Linked DNA regions of Sus scrofa: region 1 is linked to region 2. A link is a contact called in public Hi-C data. All regions are on one chromosome and are shown on one strand. Each heading gives the region's core, a stretch centred on a gene start, on an enhancer-like site or on the middle of the called end of the contact. The rest is flanking DNA. Distances are from core to core; before and after follow the strand shown. Region 1 overlaps LOC100524475 (transducin-like enhancer protein 1). Region 2 has its middle 140 kb from the start of SPATA31D1.

What was found. Hi-C and Micro-C count contacts between places; a contact is called where the count stands out from the background.
Region 1: a Hi-C map of skeletal muscle shows a contact between it and region 2, with 2.7 times the contacts expected there. The contact joins two enhancer-like sites. A contact is called at or near these places in 4 of 47 Hi-C or Micro-C datasets (liver and skeletal muscle) and 1 of 2 datasets of contacts at active chromatin or transcription factors (skeletal muscle).

The regions. Positions count from the first base shown.
Region 1 is chr1:234,301,221-234,306,673 of Sscrofa11.1, reverse strand. It overlaps LOC100524475 (transducin-like enhancer protein 1), which reads left to right. Exons shown (of 20, transcript XM_003480540.4): 12 at 1,909-2,053; 13 at 3,071-3,261; 14 at 4,669-4,745. Among named protein-coding and RNA genes, the nearest start is that of SPATA31D1, 67 kb to the left of the region's middle. Within about 2 kb of position 1,758, at least 23 of the 83 cell types and tissues checked have an H3K27ac peak or open chromatin away from gene starts, as enhancers often do. A contact at or near this core is called in skeletal muscle, where this site is marked.
Region 2 is chr1:234,232,472-234,237,445 of Sscrofa11.1, reverse strand. No RefSeq gene overlaps it. Among named protein-coding and RNA genes, the nearest start is that of SPATA31D1, 140 kb to the left of the region's middle. Within about 2 kb of position 1,280, at least 3 of the 83 cell types and tissues checked have an H3K27ac peak or open chromatin away from gene starts, as enhancers often do. A contact at or near this core is called in skeletal muscle, where this site is marked.

The DNA of each region.
Region 1 (5,453 bases), core at 509-3,008, 69 kb before region 2:
CTGTATAGCAATGTAGTTTTGGGGAACCAGAGGTCCCCTAAAGTATCTGAAATGTGGGGTTTTTACTGATTGAGAGTTAAGTTTTTAAAGTGTTTAAAAGTGAAACTCATTGTCCTGCTCTCTGTCCCCATGGTGATGACTTTTTCCCTCTGGGTTGTCTATTTTGGACCATGGTTAGAGAGAGATAACAAGCTTCCAGGTCCATTGCCTTCTTGCCTCGTGTATTCCCGGCACAGGCTTTCTGAAGCTTCCTAGTTGGCAAATGGTTCAAACATCTCAGGTCCTGAGAAAGCCTCATTTCTTCAGTGGTGCATTTCCCCTGGTTTTAGACTGACCCATTCTGTCAGGCCATGTTGTGATTAGGTTGCTGGGCAGGTGGTGATGTACTCAAGGCAGCATTGGAGGAAGCCTGAAACTGGTGGAGGGAGAAGGGTGCTGCAGGCCCGTTCATGCTTTAAGTCATTCAATAAACACTGAGGAGTGTGTTATCTTTTCACTCTCCATAACACACCCCAAAAACCCTGCAGTGAGTCCTTACATAGTCCCCCAAGGCATTATCCCATTTCAGTGATGGGGAGGAGAGCCTAAGGAACTTGCCAAGTTTACCCAGCTCATCAGATCCAAGGTCAGAGGGAGCTTGGGGCTCTAACCCATGTTCTCTGCTACCCGGTGGCGCTTCTCAGACTGTGATTAAAAGGACATGAAGGGTTGAGGAGTTCCCATCATGGTGCAGTGGAAACAAATCCGACTAGGAACCATGAGGTTGCATGTTCAATCCCTGGCCTCCCTCAGGGGGTTAAAGATCCGGCGCTGCCAGGAGCTGTGGTATAGGTTGCAAGCACAACTTGGATCTGGCATTTCTGTGGCTGTGGCATAGGCCGGCGGCTACAGCTCCGATTGAACCCCTAGCCAGGGAACCTCCATATGCTGTGGGTGCAGCCTAAAAAGCAAAAAAAAAAAAAAAAAAAAAGGACATTAAGTGTTGAGATGCAGAAGATGCCCTGCAACCCTGTTACTATCTTGACTCCTAAGGGCCTCTGAACCAGTGGGTCCACACATATTTGTTTGTTTGTTTTTTTTTTTTTTTTTTTTTTTGAAGGACTGCACCCATGGCCCACGGAGGTCCCCAGGGTAGGGGTCGAATCGGAGCTGTAGCCACTGGCCTACACCACAGCAACGCCAAATCCAAACCATGTCTGCGACTTATACCACAGCTCATGGCAATGCTAGATCCTTAATCCACTGAGCGAGGCCAGAGATCGAACCTGCCTCCTCATGGATACTAGTCATGTTTGTTTCCACTGAGCCATGATGAGGACTCTGGCTCCATACTGTTTATATTAGGCAAGTGGGTGGTGCTGCTTAATGCCAAAGAATTATTTTTTTTAGGTACATCTCTCAAAATGATAGGACCAGTCCTAGGGCTTTTGCCTGTGAGATACTAGCTTGCTTCTCATCAAATTGATGGCCCGCTGTCTCTACTGTTACTCTCAATCCCACTGCCGCTAAAAGGCAAGGGTAGAAAGGGAGTCTTCCCTCAGATAGTCTGAATGACTGGGGTATTCATTTCTGAGTGACCGGGAACTTTCCTTGGGGTGGTCATCATTCCCACTTGGCCTAGATCCAAAGTCCACAAGCCTGATGGAAAAATACTTTTTAAAATAAAATCTGCGGAGGAAGGAGTGTGATCATGTTCTGTGTCTCTAGCTAGAGTTTTAATTCTGGCAGGAAGAGGAAAGGTCAACATTTCTCGCTCACAAGTTAATGCTGTCAACATTGTGTGGATTTATGAAAATTGGCTGAGGGAGTAGCTAGAAGGTGCCCAGTGTCCCAGCTGCTGTTGTGATAAATTGTGTAATATGGCTTGGATTAAAAATAATACTCATTTAATTTGTTTAATGATACCAGCATGAAAAAGCCAGCACGCCTGTTCTGAAATCCAGCACACCGACGCCTCGGAGTGACATGCCAACGCCGGGCACCAGTGCCACTCCAGGACTCCGTCCAGGCCTCGGCAAGCCTCCAACCATGGACCCCCTCGTTAACCAGGCTGGTAGGGCATCACCTCTTGTGTGCTGTGTTTTGTGTTCCCCCTTTCCGACTTGATTCATCTGTTGTCTCATGATGTTGTTTCCCCATGAATATGAAATGCACTTTCTGCCCGCCTCCCTCTTTCCTATCTCCGAAAAGCCATGATAAGAAACAGATGTTTGTCCTTGGGTTTCAGCAGCTGCACTCTGTTCAGTCTCCGACTGTTTACATTTGGCTTTTCTTTCATTTCCAAATAATCCAAATCCCAGGGACTTCAATAAAGTTTCTGATAATTATTCCGCATGTAAGCTCCTTACCAAACTATCATTGTGTGTCTGAGTTTGCTAATATTGACTGAAACAGCCGGTCTGGCCAGCTCAAGTATGCTTCTTGCTTGCTTTCGTTGGCTAGCATTCTGCTGGTACATCCCTTAGGAGTCAGTGGTCTCTCCTTCAGTAGAAATTGGGAGGGTTTCCCTGAGGCGCCTCCAGCCCCTGAATAAACTCATAACTTTTAACTTTATCTTCCTCCCTGGGAAAGGAAAAACGTAACACCCTGGGCCCAGGGGAAAAGAGGCCCCAGAATATTCTCCTAAAGCTGCGCTCTGGTTCACATAAATCCAGGATCAGGTTCTCATTTGGAGTTGTTAACAGGGAATGGAAACCTTGAGCTCAAGGAGACATCTCGGATTTTATCAAGAGTACCTTCCTTCAAGTCACATCATTAGGTGGTACTTGTGCCTCAGTTTGCCTTCTGTGAATTGGGTACACTGATACTGCTTAAAACTGCCTTCCCTCCCAGTGTTGCCAAGTGTTCCAACCAAGGAGGAAGTGCATGGGCAGTGCTTCTCTTGGGGTCCATTCTTCCCTGGAGATGAATTCATTTCTATGGGAAGAAGGGATCCTATGGAGGAACTGGAAGGGATACCACCCCAGCCTTCCCTCCTTTCCTATAATGATGGGCGCTGGAGAGGACCCTGGCATTGGTCAGGCTTGGACCTGAACCTAGGTAAGTCACAGCTGCTTGTGCTTCCTTGCAGCAGCCGGCCTGAGGACGCCCCTGGCGGTGCCCGGCCCGTACCCCGCGCCCTTCGGGATGGTGCCCCACGCGGGCATGAACGGCGAGCTGACCAGCCCCAGCGCCGCCTACGCCAGCCTCCACAACATGTCACCACAGATGAGCGCAGCCGCCGCCGCCGCTGCTGTGGTCGCCTACGGGCGCTCTCCGATGGTAGGGACGACAGGGATGGCCGGGGCGAGGGTGGGCGCGGGCGGGAGCTGCGGCGGCAGCGGCAGTGGTAGGCAGCTCCCAACCTGCTGACAAAGACCCACTGTCCCCACCGCACCCGCCTCCCTCTTGTCCGCCTTCATCAACATGCCGCTTCATTAAGCTGAGGCCAAATGTGTTTTGTTTGACTGTTTTTGTGGATGAAAAAAGGCAGTGTTTAGGAGCTGCTTCGGCGGTTCAGGGACATCTGGTTTTCTCCCACCGAAGTAGACTTTTTTTTTGGAAGGCGATGAAATGACTCAAGTAGCTCACAGAAGCCTTTTCATTCGTTTCTTGGTTTTTTTTTTTTTTTTTTTTTTTTCTCCTCCTCCTTAATTCTTAGGAAAAAATATTTGAGAAGCCGTAATTTTCTCTTTCCATGCTTATATTATTCTTTAAATCCAATAGTGTGGCTCAGGTTTAAGAAGTGATTTCAGTTCACCAGGGGGAATCACAAAGGGACTGAAACAGTGGGGCAGGTTCTCCTTGTCCTGCCTTCTCCCAGTGTGTAGATGGCCTTGTGTTTGACCAGGAAGAGAGACCGTGAAGGGAAAATTGACTGACTAGTCCGTGATTGTACCAGGAAAAGGGACTAGATTATAACTGATAGCACATGGAAGTTCCTGAATCATTTCTGTGGGTTCTTTGAAATCTGTCCCTTGCATTTCTTTCCTCTCCCTCCTTCACGACCTCCACTAATTTGGGGTAATATTGAAGTTTACCTTTTTTTCTCTTATATTGTGTTAGTAGGAAAGACTGTGCAGTGGGCAGCAGGATTGTTTAAAGCCAAACGGGTAGCTGAAGGACTAGGTACCTTCGTTAAGGTGCACAAAATAGAGAATCCATGTGTGAAACTGGGGGTAATTTTTCCCCCTAGGGACATCTGGTACTATCAGAAGACACTTCTGTTTCTCTGAACAGGGGTGGTACTAGTGGCACTTAAAGGGTAGAGGCCAGGGATGCTGCTAATTATCCTGCCCCCAACCGAGAAATACCTGGCCTAAAATGTCAATAGTGCCGAAGGTGATCGTCAGGTTGTCCTCAGGCTGACAGCATATTGCTCTTTGTACTTGTTTGGATGGGCAGGACATCCTAAGTCCATAGGGCGAATTTACCATGGGAGGCTGGTTCTCAGTGCACAGATAGATCACAAGCCTTCCTTCCTCCCCCAAAAGAAGTGTGTCTTGTGCTGTTTAGAGGTGGCTCTGTTACCTCACCCATTGTAATTTTTTCTTTTGAAAAAAATGCTAGCACATGTTCCTGTTTCTGTTGCTTTGGGGATTTCTGAGTTTCTAGTGCCAAGTCTTCAGAGATGTCACAAAGTGCCTACCCTGCATAAACTGAGTATGCGATGCTTTCTTTTGTTTCCAGGTTGGGTTTGATCCTCCCCCTCACATGCGCGTACCTACAATTCCTCCAAACCTGGCAGGAATCCCAGGGGGGAAGCCGTAAGTACCTTAATGCCTTAGTTTTGTTTTAAAGGCGCTTACTTAGTCATGGGTAGCGGCAGACTAGAATTCCAAAGGGAACATGGGCTTGGGTGTTTCCAAGGAGATTTCTAGTGTCTTTTCCTGAGGAGTGTTAACACTTTCTATAAATAGGCACCTGGTAGGTGTCATGTCTCTGTCTTCTCACTGTGGGTGATCTCATGCATTTCGTGATTTCTGCAGAGAAGGTGTTGGAGACAGGGACGAGGAGGGAGGTATAAACCCGGGGTGGCTGGCCCTCCTCACTTGATCCTTCCTCAGAAAGCTGCTCTGCTTTGCCATTTAGTTAGAGGGTAGCCACTGGAGATACTCCACTGAATGCTGTGGTGGACAATAAGCTGTCACAAAAATCTCAGAAGTGTGAATCACATTGTCTCTTTAATCCAGCTCATTGCTAACTTTTCCTTATTTTGGTGGAACCAAGGGTTATGTGAAAGGTAGGTTCTGTTGGATGCCAGCATCAGAGGTTGACCCCCAAGTAAAGTTTTGGTGAGTGCCTTCCTCTGAGAGATCTGGGATTACAAAGTGCAGCATGGCTTTGGTGGGGAAGCAAAAGAGATAGGTTAAAGGGCAAGAGAACATTCAAAATTTGAACAGCCCTGTTGGTTATTCTTCTGGGGTCACTTAAAATCACCTGTTTTCCATAATATTAGTAATTAGAAGCATGAT
Region 2 (4,974 bases), core at 31-2,530:
AGTGGAAAATACAAAATTGGCATAGGTCCTCGCAGGGAACTGAATGGGAGTGAGGCGCCTAAAGCTGAAGCTTCATCCGTTTCATTGTAAATCTGCCTTGGAAAATGCTTTTCAAAATTATATGAAGAGATAGCCAAAGGTGCAAGCAAAAAATGTGGAAAAAATATTATGGAGGTGCAGCAGATAGGGACAAACGTCAACATATTTTTATACATTTTGTGACCTTTGTGATCTTTTCTATTAAAAAAAATTAATAATATGTTGTGACTTTTTTTCATTCTAAAGAAATACAAAGTATTTCTTTTATTAAAGGGCACCTCCCTCTCCCTGACAAAATGTTTTAAGAAGCTCCAGGCCTCACAAAAAAAATCTGGATTTGCCTCTACTGAGAGTAGCTATCAGATGACTTTGGTTCATTCATTTCCCTAAACATTCGTGAAATTCACCTCACAGCATTTCATGTCCTTCTGGAGAGGTGTTCACTTCCGGTTTTCTTTAGGGACCGGGAATGTGGCATCTTTGTGATTTCTGTGTTTGCAAATTCTAAAGCGATAAGATTCCTCTTGCTGTCTAATGGTACAACAGTTGTTTTGGACTCTGTAATAACCTCAGCTTCAGGATCTGGGAGAGCGTTGCTTTTTGCCAGCAAGCAGAACACAAGGCAAGACTTTTGGCTTAGCATAAAATAGTGTTGAAATTGTGTATTATAGTAGAGTACTATTAACTACAGTTTATGCACAAATAGGCCAAGGCCCAGGGGAAAAAAATTGCTTTACCCAAGTTCATGGGATAATGAATATCAGAGCTGCAATTATAATTTTCCAACTCCCCAACTGTACATGCAATTTGCAGGTTTACAATCCTGTACAAAAAACCGACAGAGAACACAGATGGGCTTCTAACCCCTACTAATGAGAGCATCACTCTTCATTGCAGGGATAATTAAGCAAATATTTAGTGGTCAGAAACCCACCCAGACTTTAAATAAAATCAATCAAACCCCAATCCCTTGGGAGATGTTGATTTTGGATTTTTTTTTTTTTAACTCGGAAATGTAACTTTGTGTGTGTGTGTGTGTGTGTGTGTGTGTGTAGTTCTTATTTTTATAATTTAAAGCAGAGGAGAGTTAATCCAGTTGTATTATGCCTATTGAAGAGCCACATTCTCCAGAAAGGCTTGCTCTGACACTCAAAAGGCGCCAGGTCAGAAGAGCATTTTCTCTTTGTGGATTGCTCTTTTTTTCCCCTCAGAATTTTCTTTCTTCCTTATGGAATTAGACCCTTTAAGTAAATTGCAAACAGTACTCCCTGTGTGAGGCAATGTCTAGCCCAGTACACTATGTGACACAGTCATTGACATTTCTTGTGTAAATAACAGCAGTTGGATTCAGCATTTTCAAGAATGGGAGTTGAAAAAAGAATGAACTATTTTTTCCAAGATAAAGCATACTATATGTTCTAGAAATTCAAAAGGTCTGAGGAATGAAAGGAACAAATTAATATATAAGCCTTGCGTTATTTTTGTTCCAACCGGTCCATTCCACCTTCCCCTCATAATTCTCTTTAGTCAGCTATACTTTCCTTTTTTCCATAGAATTTATCACCTTTGAACAAACTCTAGACTTTATTTATTTATTGTGGCTATAGTTTATTATCTGTCTCTGCCTGCTAGAATGTAAGATCTAAGGGGACAAGAATTTTTATCTGGGTGTATCCCAAGCACCTAAAATAGCACCTGGCATACAATAGGGGCTCAAGAAATAGTTGCTGGATGACCATGTACTATGTGTCAGCACTTGGAGAGCAAAAAGTGAATATGATATTATGCTTTCCTTTGAGAAGCTTAATTACTTTCTCCACGGATTGAAATTCTAGAATTTTGGCATTAAATATTTGTACCATTCTTTCTTATCCTTCCCATTAGAACCCTGATTTGTTTGAGGTGGCAGCATGTCTAATAAAAACAGCCCATGATGTAACTTTCCTCACAGCTTTTCTTTTAATTCTGGCCAACAAGACACAAGCTGAATTCTCTTAGGGATATCTAGGAAAGTTTTGTTTTCCTGATAAAGACATTTCCATTTCCTCTTTGTCACTTCTTTCTTCTTCCTGTCTGGAACATGGATATGATGCTTGGGGGTCTAGCTGCCATTTTGAGGTTAGGAGGGGTGAAAGCAAAATGCTAAAGATGACAGAGTGAAAAGATAGAACAGAATGGCCTACTCCTAGGCTTGTTACAAGGGAAATATATAATATTTGGTTAAGCTTTTTTTTTTTTTTTGTGGTCTTTTTGCCATTTCTTGGGCCGCTCCTGTGGCACATGGAGGTTCCCAGGCTAGGGGTCGAATAAGAGCTGCAGCTGCCAGCCTACGCCAAAGCCACAGCAACACGGGATCCAAGCCACGTCCTCGACTCACACCACAGCTCATGGCAATGCCAGATCCTTAACCCACTGAGCAAGGGCAGGGATCAAACCTGAAACCTCATGGTTCCTAGTCAGATTCATTAACCACTGCGCCACAATGGGAACTCCTGGTTAAGCTTTTTTTTAAAAATGTGGATCTACATTATACTGAACCAAAAAAAAACAATCCTACAAAATACACCCATCTCAAATTATGACTTAGCTAAACATCTTTGATATATTTCATGATCCCAATCTTTCTGAGAGTTAAGCCCACTGGATAAATTCTACATTTTGGTGCCGTACTATTGTGGACTCAGGGAGTCTCAGAAATAGAGAGGAAAGGAAGATGACTGGAGGACAGAGGATTCCTGCTATGAGGAATATACTTCCCAAATGAATTCATAGTCATTAAAGTATCTCTGCTGTAACTGCTCTTAAGAAAGCAACTACTTTTTAGTAGAGGGTTTATGTTTATTTTCCTCCCCTCTTGGGGCACTAGCTTATAGTAGATTTATTGCTATGCATGTACAGAGACTAAGTAGAGATACTGAAATTGCAGATAATAGGGCTAGATCATCTGGAAAACTTTTGTACTAATATAATGGTTGCTGTGACTCTCACACAAGTATATGTATATACAGGTGTATGAATGTGCAAGAATGTGTAAGAGTGTCCTCTTGGCATCCTCAAACCAGCCATAATTTAGTTCCTCTTTATCTTAGTCAGAATAGCCATTCTTTTTTTTTTTGCTTTTTAGGGCCGCACTTACGGCATATGGAGGTTCCCAGGCTAGGGGTCTAATTGGAGTTATACTTGCTGGCCTACACCACAGCCACAGCAACGCCAGACCGCCAGACCGCCAGACCCAAGCCGTGTCTGTGACCTACACCAGAGCTCATGGCAACACCGGATCCTTAACCCACTGAGCGAGGCCAGGGATTGAACCAGCAACCTCATAGTTCCTAGTCATGTTCATTTCTTCTGTGCCACAACGGGAACTCCTAAATAACCATTTTTATGTCACTGCCGTTTTGATATTTGCACAACGGTAAACTTTATTTTCTTTTTTGTAGATTTGTTGGCAATACCACACAAAAAATAAAATATCTCCCTTATTTCTGGGAACTGGCATGTGCTTCTATTGTGGATCTTCGTGTTTGGTGCTGTGATTTTTTATTTATTTATTTTTTATGTAAAACTAATCCTATAAAGGGAAACTTTCAATTCCCTTCTGCAAAGAACATTTAGTAGCATTAGCTGAGGGTTTGTTAGTTTCTTTGTTCGTTTTTATAAAGATGCTATCTTATTATGGATAATGTCTTTTAAACCTTTTAAAATTTAAGATGGCAAATTATTCCTATGTTTAGTCAGAAACTTAAAACAAACAAGCAAACCAAGAAAAAACCCTAAGCAAGACATCCCACCAAAAAGGAAACCATTCAGATATTTCCCTGTTTTTCTAGCTCTACAGGAGGGATTTGCTGCTATACTCATTTGAGTAAATTAGTGTTATGAGGAGCAAAATTAAAGGAAACAGGTAAGAAATTATAAGGTACTTTATTTCTGAGTACTTTTGCCTGTTCTAGGAATGTCAAGTTTCCCAAGAAAAAGAACTTTAATTGCAGTTTATATGATTTCTTGCTCTTGGATTCTTCTTCTCTTTTTCTTATTATTTAAGACATTGATTTCCAATCTCAAATATTTTTTTATTTAGTTATCTTTTTTAATGAAAATTTGAAGACAAACCAACAAAACCAATTTATTTCACAAGACTTAAAAAATCCTATTACTAACCAGGAAGATGTCCAAGAATCCAATACTACCTTAATTCTCTCTTGGGGGTCGTCTCAGTATTAGAAGATAAAGGCAGAGCTCCCCAGCTCCAGTATTCAGCCATCCATTTCTCTCCAGCCTGAAGACAACACACACAGCTAGGTGTGGTCATATGAGTAAGTTGCAACCAGAATTAGTGTGTACAATTTCCAGGAAATGAAAGTAGCTTGTCTTTCTTCTTTTTTTTTCTCTTTCATTCATAGCATGTGGATATGATGGCTGGACCATTTAAAGAAATACTTCTTTCCACATGTATTTTCATGGGAGTCACACAGACAGAGGGAATTCTTACATCACACGCACATAAAAGGGACTTGTGGTTAGAAAATCTCAAGGCTTTATTTTCTTTCCTTTTTATCCAAATCCAAGGCCAAAGCCCCATGAGGCGTATATGCCCAACATCTCCCTCTGTAAAGTGTATGGGATGTTTTTTCCCCCTACTCTCTGACAATATATATATTTGAGTTTAGGAGGACAGCTCCATGCCAAAGCTTTTTAATCTGACCCACTCACTTGCCTGAGCCCCAAGACGTACTAGGTGCAGCCAAGTAAAAAATGAGCTATCGGCCTCTTGAGGCTTTTCAGATAGTCTTAAGATAAGTGCTTTCTCTCTACTGCTTGCTTACTTCTGAGATTCACATTCTTCATCTCTGGCCTCCATTTCATCCCTATGCTTCCCTGCCAGCCATGCCATGCATTCAAATGACATTTTAAATATTTTATTCAGCATTTTAG